Linked DNA regions of Pan troglodytes: region 2 is linked to region 1. A link is a contact called in public Hi-C data. All regions are on one chromosome and are shown on one strand. The core of a region is the stretch at or near the end of the contact, and the rest is flanking DNA. Distances in the headings are between cores, read along the strand shown. Region 1 holds the start of BIRC2 (baculoviral IAP repeat containing 2). Region 2 overlaps MMP20 (matrix metallopeptidase 20).

What was found. A called contact is a pair of places that touch in the nucleus more often than the background predicts.
Region 2: a Hi-C map of induced pluripotent stem cells shows a contact between it and region 1, with 1.8 times the contacts expected there. The contact joins the enhancer-like site here to the promoter of BIRC2 in region 1. A contact is called at or near these places in 2 of 7 Hi-C or Micro-C datasets (induced pluripotent stem cells and stem cell-derived neural progenitor cells) and 1 of 1 datasets of contacts at active chromatin or transcription factors (stem cell-derived excitatory neurons).

The regions. Positions count from the first base shown.
Region 1 is chr9:104,400,890-104,407,753 of NHGRI_mPanTro3-v2.0_pri, reverse strand. It overlaps BIRC2 (baculoviral IAP repeat containing 2), which reads right to left and starts at 5,457. Exons shown (of 9, transcript XM_001152603.7): 1 at 4,956-5,457; 2 at 1,579-3,728; 3 at 1,385-1,484. The coding sequence starts at 2,473.
Region 2 is chr9:104,661,673-104,668,931 of NHGRI_mPanTro3-v2.0_pri, reverse strand. It overlaps MMP20 (matrix metallopeptidase 20), which reads left to right. Exons shown (of 10, transcript XM_001153208.6): 2 at 2,089-2,336; 3 at 7,253-7,259. Among named protein-coding and RNA genes, the nearest start is that of MMP20, 9.8 kb to the left of the region's middle. Within about 2 kb of position 5,496, at least 2 of the 24 cell types and tissues checked have an H3K27ac peak or open chromatin away from gene starts, as enhancers often do. A contact at or near this core is called in induced pluripotent stem cells, where this site is marked.

The DNA of each region.
Region 1 (6,864 bases), core at 4,208-6,707:
TCTAACATGGTGAAATCCCGTCTCTACTAAAAAGTACAAAAAATTAGCCGGGCGTGGCAGCGGGCGCCTGTAGTCCCAGCTACTCGGGAGGCTGAGGCAGGAGAATGGCGTGAACCCGGGAGGTGGAGCTTACAGTGAGCCGAGATCGCGCCACTGCTCTCCAGCCTGGGTGACAGAGTGAGACTCCGTCTCAAAAAAAACAAAAAAAAAAAAAAGAGAAAGAGAATGGTGGTTGCCAGGATGTTGGGGAATGGGATAATGGTGAATTAGTACTTGATGGGTAGACAGTTTCAGTTTGGGAAGATGCAAAGGTTCTGGAGATGGATAGTGGTATAATCGCAGAACGGTTAAGAATGTACTTAATGACACAGAACTATACACTTAAAAAATGGTTAAGATGGTAAATGTTATGCCTATTTTATCACTATTTTAAAAAATCATCTAGGCCAACCCCTCCTCATTTTACAAACAACGTCCAAGTTCACATAGCTACTCAATTACAAAGACAATTTAATTCTATTTCTACTAATAACACTGCCCCTAAATTATTTCTAGGCTATAATAAAAAAAGACACTGCTAGAGACAAAGTGGCTAAAAGGAGGTAAATGACAGATAAAAAAAAAATTGTACAGAAAAAATAATTTACAATTACAATTAAAATGGGCAGTCAGATATGCTTTTTTCTTTTTTTTTTTTTTCTTTTTTTTTTTTGAGACAGAGTCTTGCTCTGTTACCCAGGCTGGAGTGCAGTGGCACAATCCTGGCTCACTGCAGCCTCTGCCTCCTGAGCTCAAGCGATTCTCCTGTCTCAGCCTCCCAAGAAGCTGGGACTACGGCCACGCGCCACCACGCCCAGCTAGTTTTTGTATTTTTAGTACATACGGGGTTTCACCATGTTGGTCAGGCTGGTCTCAAACTCCTGACCTCAGGTGATCCACCTATCTCGGCCTCCCAAAGTGCTGGGATTACAGGTGTGAGCCACCACGCCCATCTAAGATATGCTCTTAATACATGGACTTTTACATTTGACTTATTCCTGCATCCATTCTATGTCCCTTCTTGTTTTCCTGTTCTTACCTTTTTCTAACGTCTTTTTAATCTATTTTATATGTCTTTGTAATCCTTAAGTACTCTTTAAAAGAAGATGGGAAATAAATAAAATGTACGGTCATACTTGTAACTGACTTACAAAAGTACACAGAAGACTGCAGAATATTTTTCAACAAAATAATTAAAGTTAAAATGTGATCTTTTAGAAGGATAATTCCCCAATGGCATAAAAGAGGCTTTGTTATAATTTAAAGGTAAACAAAATCATGTAGGCATGCCTACTTCTTTTAAGCACAGAGTTTTTTGTACAAATACCTTTTTCAAAACAATTACCTTGGAAACCACTTGGCATGTTCTACCCATGGATCATCTCCAGATTCCCAACACCTCAAGCCACCATCACAACAAAAGCATTTGACATCATCATTGCGACCTTCAGGAAAAAAAAGACTAAATATTGAAAACACGTATGTTCTAATATGTAAATTAAAATAAAATGATAAAATGTATAGTTATTTGCTTCTTACCCACATAATAAAAACCAGCACTTGCAAGCTGCTCAGGCTGAACTGGAACACTAGATGGCCAGTACATAAATGTTCTCATTCGAGCTGCATGTGTCTGCATGCTCAGATTTGAAATGCTAAACCTCAGAGTTTCTAGAGAATTTTCCAAAAATGGACAGTTGGGAAAATGCCTCCGGTGTTCTGACATAGCATCATCCTTTGGTTCCCAGTTACTGAGCTTCCCACCACAGGCAAAGCAGGCTACCCTATCTCCAGGTCCTATATAATAAAAACCAGCTCTTGCCAATTCTGATGGTGACAAAAAAGTTAATGGCCACATATGGTAGGTAAGAAATCTGGCTTCTTCAGTACTCATTGCATAACTGTAGGGGTTAGTCCTCGATGAAGAGATGTCTTCAACTGCTCTAGAATTAAGAGGGTTTGGAGAAAGGCTGGAGTAAGAACCACTGAACAAGCTACTATGTTCCAAGGTGGGAGATAATGAATGTGCAAAACTGTTTCTCATTGGAGACGTATTCTTAGAGGTGGATCCCAGACTAGCTGAAACCAGATTCTGAATAAAGCTACAGCTAGGATACAGCTGTTTATGCTTTTGAATAGGACTGTCTCCTAGTTTCCAGTTATCCAGCATCAGGCCACAACAGAAGCATTTGACCTTGTCATTCACACCAGTATAATAAAAACCAGCACGAGCAAGACTCCTTTCTGAGACAGGAACCCCGGCGGGGAAAGTTGAATATGTAGACATTCTGTAGAGTTCACAGGAAAAGTCATACTTCATTTTTTGTTTGTTGCTGTTTGTCCAATCTGACAAGATCGTGCTATCTTCCATTATACTCTTAATGTTTTGATACGAGGGACCTGGGAAAAGTCTTTGGGAGGCAGTTTTGTGCATGAGTAGGTGACAGTACTGTTTGATAGCTAAAACATTCACATGAAATTTCTTCACATGAACTAAGATTTTTACCACAAAAAGAAATCAATGATAGACTCTTATGTAGAATTTACTACACTTTCTTTACTGGATTTATCTCAGTTTATATTCAGGTAGGATGAGTATCTCTCTGAATTACCAAGATACTACTTATAACACAACTCTTTGGGGTTGTAGTAACTCTTTTAGGTAACCTAAGTGCTATTTGTTCATAATCTTGAGTAATACTAACTTAAAGCCCTGAAAGGTGGATGCACTTCTGAAAATGTTAAAACTCCTTGATTTTTCACAGAGATTTATATTAACAAAATTCTAAGCAACTATAGAATACCGAAATTATGCCTTTTATTTATATTTGGTTACAAGCTATGAAGCCTGAATAACAGACCAATTACTGATTATGCCACAAGGTAAAAAATTATATGCAGGCTTCTTTCCCTATAAGCACTTTAACATGACAACCCAAAAAATCTCATTTTATTCCAATAAACAAAAGTAATTAAAACCTTCATATGTCACACTATTTAAAGGCTAAGTTCACACAGCTGATCATCATAGTATTTACTTAAGTGGGCTAAATTACTTCAGCTGACAACTTTTGGGGAAGTCAATACCCACAAGCTTTGTTGAACCTGTGCCTGCTATAGTGCTTGATGTCAAATGAATTTGGCTTAAAGTTCACAAACTGTAAACTCTATCTTTGTTAAATATCATTTGTATTTGTTTCCATTTCCTGCAGCATCATGTTGACTTTCTTCCTAACTTTGTATACCACTATTATTCTTGATCAACTGAAGGTATTTTCTCCATAAACTTAGTTAGCCATAAAATTTCCACAGCACACTTTTTACACTGCATTTAAAAACTAAATAACCTGTTCATCATTTAAGGACTATTCAGCTATAATTATCAGTCATGTTGTAAACATTAATCAATTTATCACAAGATAAAACTTGTCCTTTCTAGTGTTATCAGAAACGCCTAACAAAATATTGTACTACCAAAAAAGTACTGCTTAGCATAAAGTATCAGTAATCAACTCTACTAGCCTTCTTTCTGAAAACTCTTCAATGTTTTAAAAATATAATTCATACACAAAATTACACTCCATAGAATTCAAACTATATCCCTTTATAAAGTTTCGAGATCTCCATAATGGGATTTATTACTGCAGGGGGACAAAATAGGGATAGGGAGATTCTTCAGGGTTGTAAATCTGAAAAGAAAAAACAAAAAGTATTTTAGAAAACTGTATTTGCATGCCAAATAGAACTTACATACTCCTCAATTTATTCAGTAAAGTCTAAGACTAATTCACACTTTAGATAATACATCTTAATTCCAGCAATTTGTCACAACTTTCTAAATGAAAAAGCTATTAATTAAAATAAGTAAATGCAACATACTCCCCATAGCACTAACTATACGTGTCTTTAAAACGCATAACTTTAGAGACAGATGGAAATTTTCACACAGGAAACATTTTGTCCTTGCTCTCCTCCCCTTTTCTGGCCTAAAGGTAACTCTGGCACTCTGCTGGAGGCAAAGGCACATTGGTTAAAAAGACAGAGACATACACTCCACTACACCCTGTCAGCAGCAGTACAGCAGGAATTAAGACAGCAACGTTAGTTTGTAATATCAAGTCTCTCCACGACTAGGAAAACTGCAGTAAAATGCACCACGAGTTCATTAATATAAACTCTTAAACTCTGCCATTCCCTTACAATTTCAAAGCAACGACCACAGAAAGCAACTCGAAAACAAAACCTAACACAGTGGCCTGTGAAACAGTGGCTCCGGCACTACGACCACTGGCATGATTGCTTTAATTACACCCAGTCTTATATCCTATCTTTAAATGAAAGATTTTTATCTACGTGCACCGCACTGCTGCTTTCTCTTTACGCAAATTGCAGCTGGGCAGGGGATAGGATGGAAGGGAAAAGAATAGAAACTATGGGATTTACCCAATAATTTCCCAGAGTTGCTTCTCACAATACACAACAGACGACTACTGGAATGACAGAGCGCAGTGGCAACTATGAAATATGAAATATCGCCGCCACCGAAATATCTTCGTTTCAATGTATTACATTAAAAGAACGCCGAGGGCTAAGTTTAAAACCTTGCAAAAACTGCGAGAGAACATCTTGGTCAAAGTCCAAGGGCCAGAAGAGTGGGCGGCGGCCAGAGGAGGCTTGAAAACAAGTCATTTTAAAAATCGCTTTGACTGCAAGTCTCGAAGTTGGGGCTTCCGAATCCAATAAAACCTTGGCGAGAGTAGAAAGCAGAGAGCCCCCGGCGACCCTCGACCCTTGGCCGAAGGGCCTCAGGCCCCGTCCTTCCTCGTTCGGCCGCCACATCAGGGAAGTGGGCCCCCGCGGGCCCTCGCGTCCCCACCCGACCCGCGCCGCCCGAGCCCGGAAGGAGCAGCACTCACCGCAGTGCGGGCGCAGCAAACACGGAAGCTGCGCGGCTGCCTAGAGGCCTCCTCAGAGCCGGGAATCAGCGGAGCCGACAAGGAGATACGGCCCGCTCGGCTCGGATCAGCCCGGGCGCTCCCGAAGCCCGCCGCCCCATCCGGGCTCACTCCGACGCACGATGACGTCAGCGCGCCCGGCCGAGGACCAGCGTTAGCCGCCGCGCGAGGGCGCCCGGGAGGCTGGGGCCGGAAAGCGGAACCGAGAGCGCTTTCCGCCGTGGGGCGATGAACCTCCGGGAAAGACGCTGGGAGGCCCAGGGACGCCCGGCGCAACTGGACGCTCATCGGGAGTCACGGGGTCGGCCCTCAGGGGAACGGGGACTATCCGTATCAACTCGGTGTTTGTTCGTTTTCTTCACCTTGCGGTTTGTGCCCCCTCCACATTTCCTCTCTGTGCCTACCATTCTCCTGGGGGACGTGGCAAACCGTGAGCCGCTGCGTTTGACTTTTGGGAAACCCTGCGGAAACGCCCTGGCGCCGGTGGTTTTGCGCGTCCTACCCTGTGTCACCTCAGGGTTATGATCTGGCCCCTGGCAAGGCTCCCCAAGTGTGATGCCTCCCTGCGTCGAGATGACTGCATTTTGAGGATGGAGTCAGTCTGGTGGCATTTTTTGCTTAAGTAAACAATTGTAACCGTTTGTGTAGCATCAGCGTTCAACTGCTGCCTGTGCAAATCGAAAAAAGCGAAACGTTGGAAACTAGGAAGCATCAGATGAATAATTCTGAATACTTGATGTCAACGGGAGTATCTTGTTTTTAAACTTTTGGTTTTCTGTTCTGGAGACAAACAGTTCATATGCACTAAAGAAAAAAGTGTCATTATTTCAGATGCTCATTGCCAGCAAAGAGAACTGTATTGCAAGTCAGGCTTCACTCCCAGTATTTTCTGAATGTTTCAATAAAATGAAATATATACGTCTGCCTGTGTATTGGTGTACATGCACATATAATTCTACATAAACCACAGAGGAGCCCAATTTTTTTTAATGCTTAGGTAATAGAAAATTTGTAAATAAAAACCCTTGGCTTTTGCTAGTCATGGACCTTTTGTATCCCCCCGCCATACTCCCCCAATAGTGCCATAGACACAGTATCGTGCAGTAAATGTTTGTGGTATGACAGCCAACGAACGACTTTTGAAGTTGACGCTCTTTGCCCATTGAATCCGATGCTTGCTTCTCTCTGGGGAACTCCAAGGGGCAAATATTTTAAAAACTTCCAAATAGCAAGCCACTTAATTAGGGAGCCGGGGGAATTCCAAGACCCTGAACCATTTCCCATTTCCTGTCTGTGTCATTTCTGCCTGCCAGTCAGTCACAGAACAGGAGGTCTACTGTTCCAATGTTAATAGTCAAAGAAAGTGAGTGTAACAGTTTGTAATACAGAGAAAAGAAATGCCATGGCTCCCAATGACTAAAAACTTCCAAAAATGCACCTGGGGCTTGGTAGTAGTTTAGTATTTAGTTCAAGTCACTATTTCTCGGAAGGTTACAGAACATTCCCAACACATGTGGGAAAATATATATAGCAAGAATTGTTCATTCTGAACTCAAGATTATTTCTCTTTTTCAGTTCTTGTCCTGACCAAAACAGTAAGATAATGAATATACTTAAGTATAGGGGAAAGCTTGCATTTCAAAAACTCAAAAGCCTTAGATATTTTTAACAAAAAATATTTGTAATATTTACATATAATAAATAGTACCTCATAACTTTTAATCTTGTATAACTTTGTAGTCTAGTGTTACAGCTAGTTAATTCAGTTACCTGTTTATTCAGTTAATTTTTTTTCATTTTGCTAGTATAAAGTTGCTGTTAATATTAAAAAAATAAGCTATGTATGTCTGCTGCAGTTGCCATTCTAACG
Region 2 (7,259 bases), core at 4,247-6,746, 260 kb before region 1:
ATTTGCAAAAAAAAAAGATGAGAAATATCAGTACTTAAGGTGGTCTAACTAGAGACGGAATGGAACCAAATAGTCGCAGCTTTGTTTCAGAACACCTAGGCTAGGTTTCAGAGCCTGGGCACCCCATGTTCCCTCTCCCTTTTCCTCCTCTTGGCTTCTCATCTCACCTAAGGTTTTTACAAGGGACAACAATGGGGAAAGTGATCTTCTCTCACAAGAAGGGCAGGGAGTAAAGGATCAGCTGATCCTGCAGTGAAAAAATAGCGTACCCTCTCCAAACATGAGTGATACTTACTCCTTTTTATTTTTTCCCCAGCAGTAATGGTTCATGCTCATTGTAAAAACTTTTGGAATATAGGAAGGAATAAAGAATAAATTAAGTCATCTGTAATTTCATTACCCAGACATAATCAACATTAATATTCAGGCAGACTTCCTTTTATTATTGTATGTGTGTGCGTGTGTGTATATGCGTGTATATGTATGATTTATTCAGAAAATTATTATTATAACCTTATAAAGATTTCTCCTCTTCTTTTCTCAGTATATTGCCATTACATAAAGAGCATTCTTTCATACCATTAAATATTTATTTTTCAAAACTGATCTTAGTAGAGGCCTAGTACTGTCTCATATAAATATAGGATAATATATATAATAAATCCCCTGACATCAGACATTAAGGTTACTTCCAATTACTTATTATCTTTATATATATGTTAAAAATATGTGTGTATAATATGTAAGTAAACAATTTGCATAGTTTATATGTGGTAATATATGGTTAATATATAGGCTAATAATATGTAATTTATATCTAATAAATAAACATGTCTATACTATATAAATATAAAATTGTATATAATTAAATACAATCAGTGCTCTGTATCCATGGGATCTGTACACATGGAATCAAACAATTGTGGATTGAAAATATTCAGGAAAAAATCGACAGTTGCATCTGTTTCAGGGAAGACATGTTCAAAACAGACATTTTTTGGTAGCTTTTCCCTAAACAATACAGTATAACAACTATTTACATAGCATTTATATTATAGTACGTATTATAAGTAATTTAGAGATGATTTAAAGCATACAGGAGGCTGTACTTAAGTTGTATGCAAATATTATGCCATTTTATATCAGAGACTTGAGCATCTGTGGATTTAGGTACCTGAGAGAGGTCCTGGGACCAATTCCCCCATGGACATGAAAGGAGGACTGAACCCTTAGCTGCTCTTTGGTTATTTTCCTAAAATCAGCTGAGTAGGTGAAATTCCTGAGCCAAAGGCAGGCCTCAACCCTGTATTTGCATGCCCCTGCATCACTCATTTTACTCTAATCCCAGCCCTGAGTCATAGAAAAGTGTTTTGAACAATATATACTGAGGGGCTTTATGTGTTTTTGTGCAAATGAAAGCCTTATAATTTATGGCTTATTTTATTTGCTTCAAGAGACAAAGAGCCTTGCCTAGGAAAGTTGTCTCATGGAAACAAAATCCAGCCCACATACTAAACACATCTGAACTCATTAAAATCCTCAGCTGAAAAAAAGGTGGACCCTCTGCCTTTGTAAAGTATGAGAGGCTGGAATACAATGCCTTTAAGAGTTAAAAGCATACTGATCTTGCATTATGTACAATGGAAAGATGATACCAATAACTGTTTACCAAAGAAACCAGATAGCCTTTGTTTTGCAAATTGGGTGAAGAACTTCAGTGACAAATAAGTGATCCATGGAAATAATGTTCACATCAGCTTCCTTCCCTGAATTTTTTCCTTTTAAAAAAATTAGAAGCAAAAAGGCATATTTGTTATATTCATTGCATTGTAGAAAAACTATAAAATGCAGGTGGACAAAAGGAAATAATTAAATAATCTATAATCCCCACTACCCAAAACCAATCATCGTTAATAATTTGGAGTATAGCTAAGCTTTATGTATACAAATATGTCTACTTTTTTCATAAATGGGAAAATACTCTACACACTGCTTTTAATACATCAGGAATGCTGTCCCCTGCCTTACCTGAGCATGAGTATTTCCCAGACTACGCTGTAGACGCGTCAGCCTGCCTCTCCATTTCAGGCGTATCTTGACAAATATTACACAAATAAAGAAGGACACCAGATTGGTGAGATGGTTGCAAGAGGAAGCAATTCCATGATAAGGAAGATTAAGGAGCTACAAGCGTTCTTTGGCCTCCAAGTCACTGGGAAGTTAGACCAGACCACAATGAACGTGATCAAGAAGCCTCGCTGTGGAGTTCCTGATGTGGCCAATTATCGCCTCTTCCCTGGTGAACCCAAATGGAAAAAAAATATTTTGACATACAGGTAATGAGATCTAGTCTTTCCAAATTCAGAGAAAAACACCCTCTCTCTCTTTTTCCCTTTTCTTGAAAAAATATTTTCCTTCTCATCCGTATAAAAATCCTGACACCTCACAACCATAAGAATAAGAACTTTTTACATCCATCCATCAGGCAATGACAATGGGCAATTCACCAGAAAATATGGTCTTAGGATTATCATAATGACTGGCTATTTTAGGCATTCCAAACAATTTTACCAGCTAGAAACAACACAATTATCTTTAATCTAGTCTAGGATTAATGACCTGGCAGTACAAACCAGTTTTCTTAAAACAACCTGCTTAATGAGAAAGAAAAAAATAACCTACTAATAAAGTAATTTATTTCATTGATTCCAAAAATCTTTTATTGATGATTCAAGAAATGCATTCCATTTGAGGGTTATAAAGGTGAACAGGTCAACTTTCTTGACCTTAGGGAACTCACAGTCCTTTAAGGAGAGACAGACATGCAAACAGACAGCTGTAGCTCTGTGTGAAAAGTGCAAAAGCATAGCTCTAAGCAGTGAACTGTGGGACCACAGTTCACATGGACAGAGCTACCAAGTGGCCCAGGGACCAGCAGTAACATCTGAGCCTGATTCGAAGGCAAAGCAGAAGCAGTTCCACTCTCAGCCCCAAGCTCCCCTCACTCCCTCCCTGCCCTCTTTCTTCCCTCCCCTAATCCTCTGGCTTCATCCCTTATAAACCAAGGGGACACACCCAACCAGAACCTCTGTCCCTCCCTGCTGTGCTCAGGGTACGGAGTCTGGAATTCCCTCTCCCAGAGCCAGACCTGATTCTGGGAGCCAGCGCAGACTTCCTCCCCAGGTTGGTCCAACCAAGGGCAAACTATGTATGGTACCTGCCCCTCAGCCTGAGGTAGGGGTGGATGGTGCCTGCCTGCGTGGGCCTCATGCATGACAGATGGGTGCAGGTCAGAAAAGAAGAGTGGCCTCCACTCTTTGTGGTCCTGCCCCAGGCCTTGCACATGTAAGGAGTTTTCTAAGAAGAAAACCAGACCAAGCATATAGCAGCAGAGAGTGGACAGACTGGCATGTTGATGGGCAGCATTCCCACCACAAGTGCCTAGTGCATGCGGCTGCAGCAGAGGGTGCAGGAAGGGCAATGGCAGGAAATGAGCTGGAGGGGCAGCCTGAAGGGCAACTAGAGCGTGATGTCAAGGAGTTTGGACTTTATCCCCAGGGCGGTGGAGAGCCAGGCCAGGACCAGGATCAGATTTCGCTTTTAGGATGAGCACATCTAGATGATAACTGGAGATGGGGAAAGGCTGGACTCGTGCAATAGTCTAAGCAGTGGTATGGTAGAGCTGCCTCCTAATAGCTCACAGAAGCCAATCCTTAAAATGTCAGGAATTTTGCAGCCACTTGTTAAGCTCCCAAGAATTTTGTTAGCTGGTTGCTAAGAGAGCCATTGTTAAATTATATAAATTAACAATTAAATAAATCATATTAAATTACATTAAATAAATTAAATTTATTATATTAAATAAATTATATTAAATAAGTATATTATTTCATATTTATATTTATTATTAAAATATATTTTTGTAGTAATAAATAAAATACTATTTATTAATAATATATTATTAAAACATATTATTTTATAATAATAAATAAAATACATTATTTATTATTATATGTTATATTATTTAATATGTATAATTATTTAATAAATTACATTAAATTATATTAAATACATTATATTAAATAATTACATTAATATAATAAATTATATTAAATAAATTATATTAAAAATAAAGGTAATAAAAACATATTGCCTCCTATTTCACTACATTTTATTATTTTCTCTGTTCATGAGGCTATGTACATCTGTATAATCTGGGTGGTTCATTCATGCTCATCTCTTCACAATCTGGCATTCAGTGATGGTAAATTGGTAGCTTGAATTAGCCATAGTGAGAATATTTACAACACAGAAATCAGCAAGTCATACAAATCAAGGGGGTTTTTTTTTCTCCTTGTAGAGCCACCTGTTAACCTGTTCCAGCACACCAGTGAGTCCATTTGATCAAAGGAGGGGCCAGAATCCAGGGAACAGTCATGAATCCCCTAGGACACTTGTTACCTGCTATCAGCCAATAAATCCATAAGGTGGCAGGCTGAACAAAAAAATCAAAGCAATTGGGGGAGAAAAACCTCATGGGAGTTGAACACAAAAGTGATTCTGAAATAGTAAGAATAAGACAAGGAAAATGTGTACGCGTCGACAGAGTCTTTTCATAGTTTTCTTAAAGTAAACTGTGTTCTGGAATTTTAGTCCATGACTATGTACAACAAAGACAAGAAGCATGGGTCAAGATAATGTGATGCTTAGGGAAGTATAATATTCTTGTGATAAGCTGGGCAGTCTTAAAACCCCCTCAACACACACATTGCCTATCCACTCTTGCTCCCCAATAACTCTACCATCGCCTCCCCATGAAAAAGGACACTAGAGGCTATCACAGTACTCTGCCTGTGTAGCTACTGACTTTCAGAATAACTTCTTACAACATAACCCAGAGGATTACAAAAGGGAAAAAAATACAGCATAGTGCTTATATGCATAAGCTTTGGAGTCAGACAGAACTGGGCTCAAACCTGACTAATCATAACATGTAGATGATGATGATGATCTTCCTCTTAGGGGTCGAAGTGAGGATTAGATAAATGCCACATTAAAAAGTGCATACAGCAACAGCACATAGTGTGACTTCAAAGAATATTGGCTAGTATTACTATTGCTTTATCAAGCTCCAGACCCTGATTCGGGGATCCCTTTTTCCATGTTCTCTTCTTCTCTGGTGCTATCCCTCTCTCCTTCCTTGTCTTCTCCAGGCCAACACACAAAGTCAGCTCAAAGATATGGCTGACTTACCAAAAATGTGAGGGCATGTCAAAGTACTAAGTCCACCTAGTTGTGATAAATTGCAGACTCATATTATGCAGTGGGCTTGGCATATTTTGAAAGCATTAAATAGTCCCTTTAAGGGTCTATCTGGTATCCCCCTTCAATTCTATAGCTCTCTTCGTTTGGCCCCAAACCTGGGGTTAAAGAGCTCCTTGTTCCTTCCCTCTCAAGTCCTGAATTGAGCTATTTGCTATCCATTCTGTGGGCACAGTCCTTTCATTTGGGACCCTAGGATTACTGCTGTTGGTTTCTCATTGAAATTGCACCATCTGCATTATAATAACCTAAGATACCTTTCAAAACACAGATTTCTGGATCATACCTGTATTTTTAACAAGCTTCCTAGGTAATTATCACAGGTCCTAAACTTCGAGAGCCACCGAGTGGGCCCTAAAACAGCTAGCTTTAATTCTTTAATTCATTCATTTATTTATCAAGCAATTGCTAAGCATCTGCTATGTGCAAGGCACTAAACTAGGAACTAGAGAGAGAGAGAGAAAGTAGGGCCGGTCCCTGCTCATGGGGTTGGCTCTCACAGACACAGCTTCTCACTTTGCATCATATTCCAGCCCAGCCCAAGGTCTCGGGTAGAAGTTGCCCTCCCTGCCTTTCCTTTGTGTGCTGCCAGAAATCCCCATACCCTGGGCTTCAGAGCAGAAAGTTCTAACAATCACCAACTCTGACTCCACCCACAGTCCAAAAAGCACTACATTTTTCTGCCTTCAGGTGTCATTGTCACACCAGTAATTGCTGAAAGGCTCACCCTTTTTTCAGTTCCAGTGAGCCTCCGTTTTTAAAGCTAGCCCTTCCTCTTTAAGAATGTATTATTTTGGGCTGGGGGCAGTAGCTCACGCCTGTAATCCGAGCACTTTGGGAGGCTGAGGAGGGCGGATCACCTGAGGTCAGCAGTTCAAGACCAGCCTGGCCAACATGGTGAAATCCCGTCTCCACCAAAAATATAAAAATTAGCCCGGCGTGGTGGCAGGCGCCTATAATCCCAGCTACTCAGGAGGCTGAGGCAGGAGAATCAATTGAACCTGGGAGGCAGTGGTTGCAGTGAGCAGAGATCATGCCATTGCACTCCAGCCTGGGCGACAAGAGCAAAACTCCATCTCAAAAAAAAAAAAAGAAAGAAAGAAAAGAAAAAGAAAAAAGAAAAGAATGCATTATTCTGAGGGAAAAAAAACCTTCCCCAATAGCCCTGGGGAAATTCTGAGGAGCTTTGAATAAGAATTAGCAAAACTTCAAAACTCCACATTTCTATTTTTTATAATTGAAAACATCCACTCCCTTTGGGGAAAAAGAGGTCCTCTCTCAATGAAAACGACTTTAAGAAAAATTGACTACTTACTACCTGTAACATTTCACAAGTTTTATTTATCTTATTTATTTATTTAATTATTTTTGAGTGAAGTCTCACTGTGTCACCCAGGCTGGAGTGCAGTCACCCGATCTTGGCTCACTGCAACCTCCACTTCCCAGGTTCAAATGATTCTTCTGCCTCAGCCTCCCAAGTAACTGGGACTACAGGTTTGCACCACCACGCCCAGCTAATTTTTGTATTTTTAGTAGAGATGGGGTTTCACCATCTTGGCTAGGCTGATCTCGAACTCTTGACCTCAAATGATCCTCCCACCTCAGCCTTCCAAAGTGCTGGGATTATAGGCGTGAGCCACTGTGCCCAGCCACAAATTTTATTCTTTTAATTCGGTGGTAGTATAATAACAATGAAAGCTAAATGGTTTCAGTACTGGATTATCCCAACTGTCTCTCATCTCTCCCTTTCATTTGTCTTGTTGTTTCATATGCAGAAATTTAACATATAATAAAGCAAAATAAGAATTATTATTTCAGAGAAAAATCTAAGTTGTAGATTTACATTTAACATTTTTTTAATACAACATATAATTCTTGCTTTCTTCAGAGCAGTTACTGAAAAGAAAACATGTTCCTTCCGTTTTCACAGAATATCT